Regions from separate parts of the Mus musculus genome. Here region 2 is linked to region 1. Evidence: chromatin contacts called from public HiChIP or PLAC-seq data. All regions are on one chromosome and are shown on one strand. Each heading gives the region's core, a stretch centred on a gene start, on an enhancer-like site or on the middle of the called end of the contact. The rest is flanking DNA. Distances are from core to core; before and after follow the strand shown. Region 1 has its middle 54 kb from the start of Gm52577. Region 2 overlaps Kiz (kizuna centrosomal protein).

Region 1 (2,794 bases), core at 226-2,725:
CTGAATGGCTGGCATTGACATAGGAGCTTTGCTTGGGGGGAGGGGGACCACCTCTGCCTGCCTCCTCAGCCCCTCCCCTTCCATCTAGACATCAACACAAAGATCAGATGGGAGGAACACGATGTGTGTTTTCCCCCATCTCTCACCTTCCCCCTGGGTTTTCCTGCAATAGGAAGGAAGAGTCTCCAGATTAGAAGCGAGTTCAGGCACCTCTGGGTTCAGTACTTGTCTCTTAGCCCAGCCATTCTTAGTCCTCTTGACAGGTGGTTCTGTGACCAAAGGACACCATACAGACCAATGCTAACCCCCATCAGTCTGGTTTCTTCTGTCTTATTTCTTGACCTCAAAAGAAGCATTATAAAACTATGGCAAGGTGTTATTGGGGGGTGGGGTCTGCTTTTGCATGCTATTGATGTTTGTGTTTTGACACAGGGTTTTAGTCTGTCCTCAAGGTTAGCCTGGAACTCACCATGTAGATCTCTCTGGCCTTGAATTCACAATAAGATCTTTCTGTCTCAGATTTTATAGTGTTAGGATTATAGCCATGAGCTACCATGCTCAATTTCTGGAGGGTTGGGGTGGGGGTGGGGGTTGTTGATCTGTTTGTTTTGTTTTTAAACAGAATTACCAGAGATCTTATAAAAACCTTAGTTATTTGCTCGTGTTCTTCACCCCTCCCTCTTTCTCTCAGCACTAATGTTCTGTGAAAACCAGGATTTCTCTCTATCCTCAATACCTACAATGGTCCATGGCATACAGTAGAATCTCAATAAATGTGCGTCGGGGACTGTGGTCTAAGTAAGGATATTTTAACAAAGCATCAAAGTTTGGTGTATATATGGTTCAACAGCATAAGGAAGGCATTAGGGATTTTGTTAATAGGCAGATTCTGATTCAAGGTTGTAGGAGTGGGGATACCCTGAGTCTGCCTTTCCAACAAGGTCATGGATGATGTCATGTCTATGACACTGGTCGGTGAACCACATTTTCAATAGTGAAGCTATCCATGACCAGTATGGTCAAAAACAATCAAGTCCTTCACTTCATCTTCAGGACAAAACACTGATCAGATGGTGATGTTAACTGTTTTTGTTTTGGTTTGTTTTTTATTCATCCTAGAGCCCCAGAAGGTACACACACAGGTAACCACAATGGAAAAATACTCCAGATATTGAATTAAGCAGTTTTGTGATTGGCAGACTGCTCACTACTTCAGTGGAAAAAAATAATGTTTGAAAGCTATGACTACAGTTTCATTTCCATTTGATACGCTGCCCTGTTTATGGCTGCTGCTGATGTCAAACAAACACACTCAGTTCTACCCGGAAAGGAATCTCGAGTCTTCTTCACACATACTATTTCATTGCTTCACAGATGTTGGGGGAGGAAAGAAAAGTGATTCACAGGCCCAGAGTGACTCCTTCAAGGCCACACCACACAGATTTTCCAGTTCCTTCGCTGGTGCAGCCCACACACCAGTTTGCCTTTTTGTGGGAGAATATAAGATGCATTCTTCCTTGACTAGTGCAGAAATGATACTCAGCCCTCCAGATGTTTATATAACAGAGAGCTAAAGACTCATAAACAAAAGAAGACCAGTTGTGCACCAGAGACACTGAGGGCTCTATTCATCGAGATCCACCCGCTGACTTCCACACCCAGCCAAGCTATTTATTCTAGAGTTACCCAGACTATTGAATTCTGTTTCGTGCCCCTCCTTTTTGCTTCACGGGTCCCAGCATCAGAAATTTGAAAAGGAGTGACCATCTTTAATCTCCTTAGGGAGGGTCACTAGAGATGCCAAAGAAGGGACAATGTTGAGTTCAGGGTCACATAAAAAGTTTTGATTTCCAGCGACATACAACCTTATCCCCCTTCCCAGACTAGACCACATCTTCTGAAGTGTGACATCTTACTTCCCAAAAGCCATGACAATCTAGACAGGGGCTCCATCTGACACTGTGTCCAGGGTGAAGAGCACTATTCTGTCATTACTTTCCCATCAGTTTGCCTATCTGGTGGGTGGAAATTAAACACAGAATGGTGGCGCCTTCTGAGGAAATGGAAGTGGGCTCCAGTCATGGTGTTGACAAGCACAGTCCACTGTTGGAAATACATAGAAATTTATTCTGAGATAGCTGTCTACCATTTAGCTACCAAGCAAGGACATCTGGCTGCCCTGCCATGTGCATGAACACTTGAACCCACTGGCAAGCCCTGCAAAGACTCGCTCCATATGCACTCAAATGCTCTTAGACACACGTTACCAACCACTTACCAGGATCATTCCAGACTGTGGAATGACAGTTCCTTTCCCTGATTAAAAATCTCTCCCAGACTTCTAAACCCAATAACATCTAACCAGCTATGCTTACCTTGGAAATACCCTGTCTGGTCTCCCAAATATGTGGTTTACAGGGAAAGGAAATTAAGATGTCCTACACAAATACTTAGAGATGTCATAATTCTTTGATCCATAAGATATGTTGGGTTATAGCTCCGTTTGGTTCTACTTGCTCTCTGAAGCCTTCAGCATCCAGAGCTTTGTTCTCACACCTACAGCATCATCTATATTCCCAGGTGCCTGTCTCCTTTTGATACCTTCCAGAGTCTCCTATCTTCCTAGTCCTGAAATACTCTCCAGCTCTTGCCCTCCACATAGTTTAATGTATTGTGCCTGCAGCTGACAGATGTCATCAAGGCTGACCACCTGCCTGGGTTTCCACATAGCCCCTACCTCCATTGCTTGCCTCTGTGTACATGTCTGTCCCATCATTTGGACTCCCTGTCACTT
Region 2 (2,700 bases), core at 183-2,682, 260 kb before region 1:
AACAGAATTAGCAATGCTGAAACAGGTAGACTGAAATTGTGTCATTTGAGACAAAAAAGAATGAAGAAAGCTTTCAGCCTCAGAACACCATTTACAATATCAAATACATTAAAGCCTAGATGAAAAGAAAGGCTATGGGGGAAGAAGGCAGCAATAATCTTTACAACTTTGGAATAAGCACATTTCAAGGGTACCAGAAACTTAAATACAAATGAAAAGGTATTATTCTCTAAAAACCCTAAGCATGACTCATATATGAATCTTATAAAAATATCTATTTTTCAGTCATGGTTTGAATCTGAAACACAATTCCATACTAATGATACTAACATAAGATGATAGTTACCAAATCAGGTTAGTTCACCAAAAACCAATGTAACGTTTTTATTGAAAGAAGATTTTCTGAATCAGAATTAGTATTTGACTACAAATACAAACTGTACTAACACCTGGACTGTCTTCTCACTCCCATATAACTTACGGCTTCAGCCACCAGATGCTGAAATCTCAATAGGTTTTGGGTTAAATAGTCACAACCAGTACAGAGATAGTCAAAGGGGACTGGGAATCGTTCTTTGCTGGTCATGAAAGGTTACAGTTATTGGTGATCCTTTTATAGTTTAAGGGGAACCATAACATCTGAAAACTAGAAGATACCAGATGAGGACAGAACAAGTGACTGCACTGGAACACGGCCCTAGACTTCAGGAGGGGTGCAGCAGCCAAACCACTCTCTACTCTCCTTCCTCACAAGAACAAACAGTTGTTTTCCTCAAAAGTCTGGTCAGTGCTTGTCTTTTACTGTAGAAAACAGTCAGCCCCCATAATGGGAGCATCACAGTTTTTCAGAATACATGCTATATGCACGCACTCAGCATCGCTGACGGGTTTGCCTCTTTGTCTTTCTGTCTCTGAGTGGAGAGGTGTGGAGGCTTTTGGATATTTTCTTTTACAATGGACACAATCTGTTTAAAAACAATCCCATTATCTTTATCATCATTTGTTTCAGCCACTTCTGATTTGTCTTTCTAAAAATGGCATACAAACTGGCTAGGCCCTGGCTGGTATGGGGCTTCACAGAAGGGTCAGGAGCGCCCCGTGAAGCCCTTTTCTCTTTTTCCTTCTAGAAGCCTGAAACCTCCTCTTTCATATAAGGTAAAGCGGATGGGGAACGCTATAATGAATTCTTTCTTCAGCTAATCTCTTCCGGAGTAACTTTTGTTTCCTTTTAAATCACTCTTCTATTTTTGGCCCACATTTCCAATTCTGATTATCCCGTTTCACTGCTGGATATGATGGCGAAGGAAATGGCACATTCTACTCTTTTAAAAGCTCTACATGTACTTTTTCTGTTGGCATAAAACAACACAGCTGAAGTCTTTCACCAAAACGGTAGTTGTTCATTGTTTCCACAACCATCTTGGCAACATCGTCAGACTCCCACCCCACAAAGGAAGAGCTACAGCTATTTCCAAATCCTTTTACTTTTGGTCAGTCTGAGTCTTGTAGTAGTGCCAAACTGGGAGAAATATGCACGGATCTAGCTTTAAAAAAGTGCTGGAGGGAGGTGCTCCAGCTTGCTTAGGAAATGGGGGAGTCACGTGCATATGTGTCCATGTTTGTGCATATGTATGTATGCACAAGGAGGCCGGAGATTGATGTCAGATGTCTTCCTCAATTTTTTTCTTTTTCTTTTTTTGAGACAAAGTCTGTCTGAACCTGGGGCTGTCTGACCAGTAAATTCCAGGGATCTCCATTGTCTCTGTTCACTAGGCTGGGATCGCACATGTATAGCACAGTGCGGGCTTTTTTACATTAGATGCTAGGGATCTGAACAGCCAAGTATTCTGACTGAGCCATCTCTGCAGCCCCTGTAATGTTTTTCTTGAGATTTCTGCTTTGTTGAATGTTGGCAAATCTGTTTCATCTCCCTCTGAAACTGAGTCAGTCTTCTGTGCAGACTCAGGAAAAGACTTGGCTTAGCTTGGCCAGGAAACCCCATCATTCTGAAGGTGGTTAAGCAGCACGGTTTCACACAAGGCTTTCCAACAATAGAGTTCTGAAGAAATAAGAAGAAAACTTCCCAAATTAGATGAAAGACATGACCCTACATAACAGAGTTCAACACAGTAAAGAATAAACCAAAACATATCTATACTCATTAGCTTCCAAAGGAAAACTAAATCCAAAGCAAGGCTAAAGATAACAGCAAACTTGCCATTCAGAGAACAGAGCCACTCACAGTGAAGCAGCCAGCCAAACTGCAATTCTTTGAAAAGATCAACCAGTTAAAAACCTTTTGAATGCTCTCGTCAAGAGAAAAGAGCAATGACTCAATTCACTACAATCAGAAATGTAAGTGGATAGGTAATTTGCTACTAATCTTTCATTAAAAAATCTAGGAGAAATCCAGGAGTAAGTTTATACTAATAAACAGAAACACTGCCTCAAATTCAATAAATTCTTAGAAAGGTATTACCAAAAAGAAGCACAGAATCTGAACAGACTTATAGGTCAAGTGATTCACTCAGTGATCGTAATTTCTCACCAAGACAAGTCTGGGAACAGTGGATTTTACCACGTGTTTAAAGGAGGATTTATGCCAGTCATTTCCAAGATTTTGTAAAAACAGGCAAGGAAGAAATATTCACTCTCTGAAACTGATTCTTCACACTAAAACGAGGCAAGGACTCACAAGAA

What was found. HiChIP or PLAC-seq counts read pairs in DNA pulled down with a chosen protein or histone mark.
Region 2: a contact with region 1 is called in an H3K27ac HiChIP or PLAC-seq map of oligodendrocyte precursor cells, with 6 times the contacts expected there. The contact joins two enhancer-like sites. A contact is called at or near these places in 2 of 15 datasets of contacts at CTCF or cohesin (large pre-B cells and pro-B cells), 28 of 484 Hi-C or Micro-C datasets (the AtT-20 cell line, B cells, the C10 cell line and 21 more), 7 of 115 datasets of contacts at active chromatin or transcription factors (astrocytes, bone marrow-derived dendritic cells, cardiomyocytes and 2 more) and 1 of 9 other capture datasets (embryonic stem cells).

The regions. Positions count from the first base shown.
Region 1 is chr2:146,627,637-146,630,430 of GRCm38.p6, reverse strand. No RefSeq gene overlaps it. Among named protein-coding and RNA genes, the nearest start is that of Gm52577, 54 kb to the right of the region's middle. Within about 2 kb of position 1,475, at least 15 of the 459 cell types and tissues checked have an H3K27ac peak or open chromatin away from gene starts, as enhancers often do. A contact at or near this core is called in oligodendrocyte precursor cells, where this site is marked.
Region 2 is chr2:146,883,338-146,886,037 of GRCm38.p6, reverse strand. The region is part of intron 4 of Kiz (kizuna centrosomal protein); the gene reads right to left. It also overlaps the pseudogene Gm19105. Among named protein-coding and RNA genes, the nearest start is that of Kiz, 29 kb to the right of the region's middle. Within about 2 kb of position 1,432, at least 18 of the 459 cell types and tissues checked have an H3K27ac peak or open chromatin away from gene starts, as enhancers often do. A contact at or near this core is called in oligodendrocyte precursor cells, where this site is marked.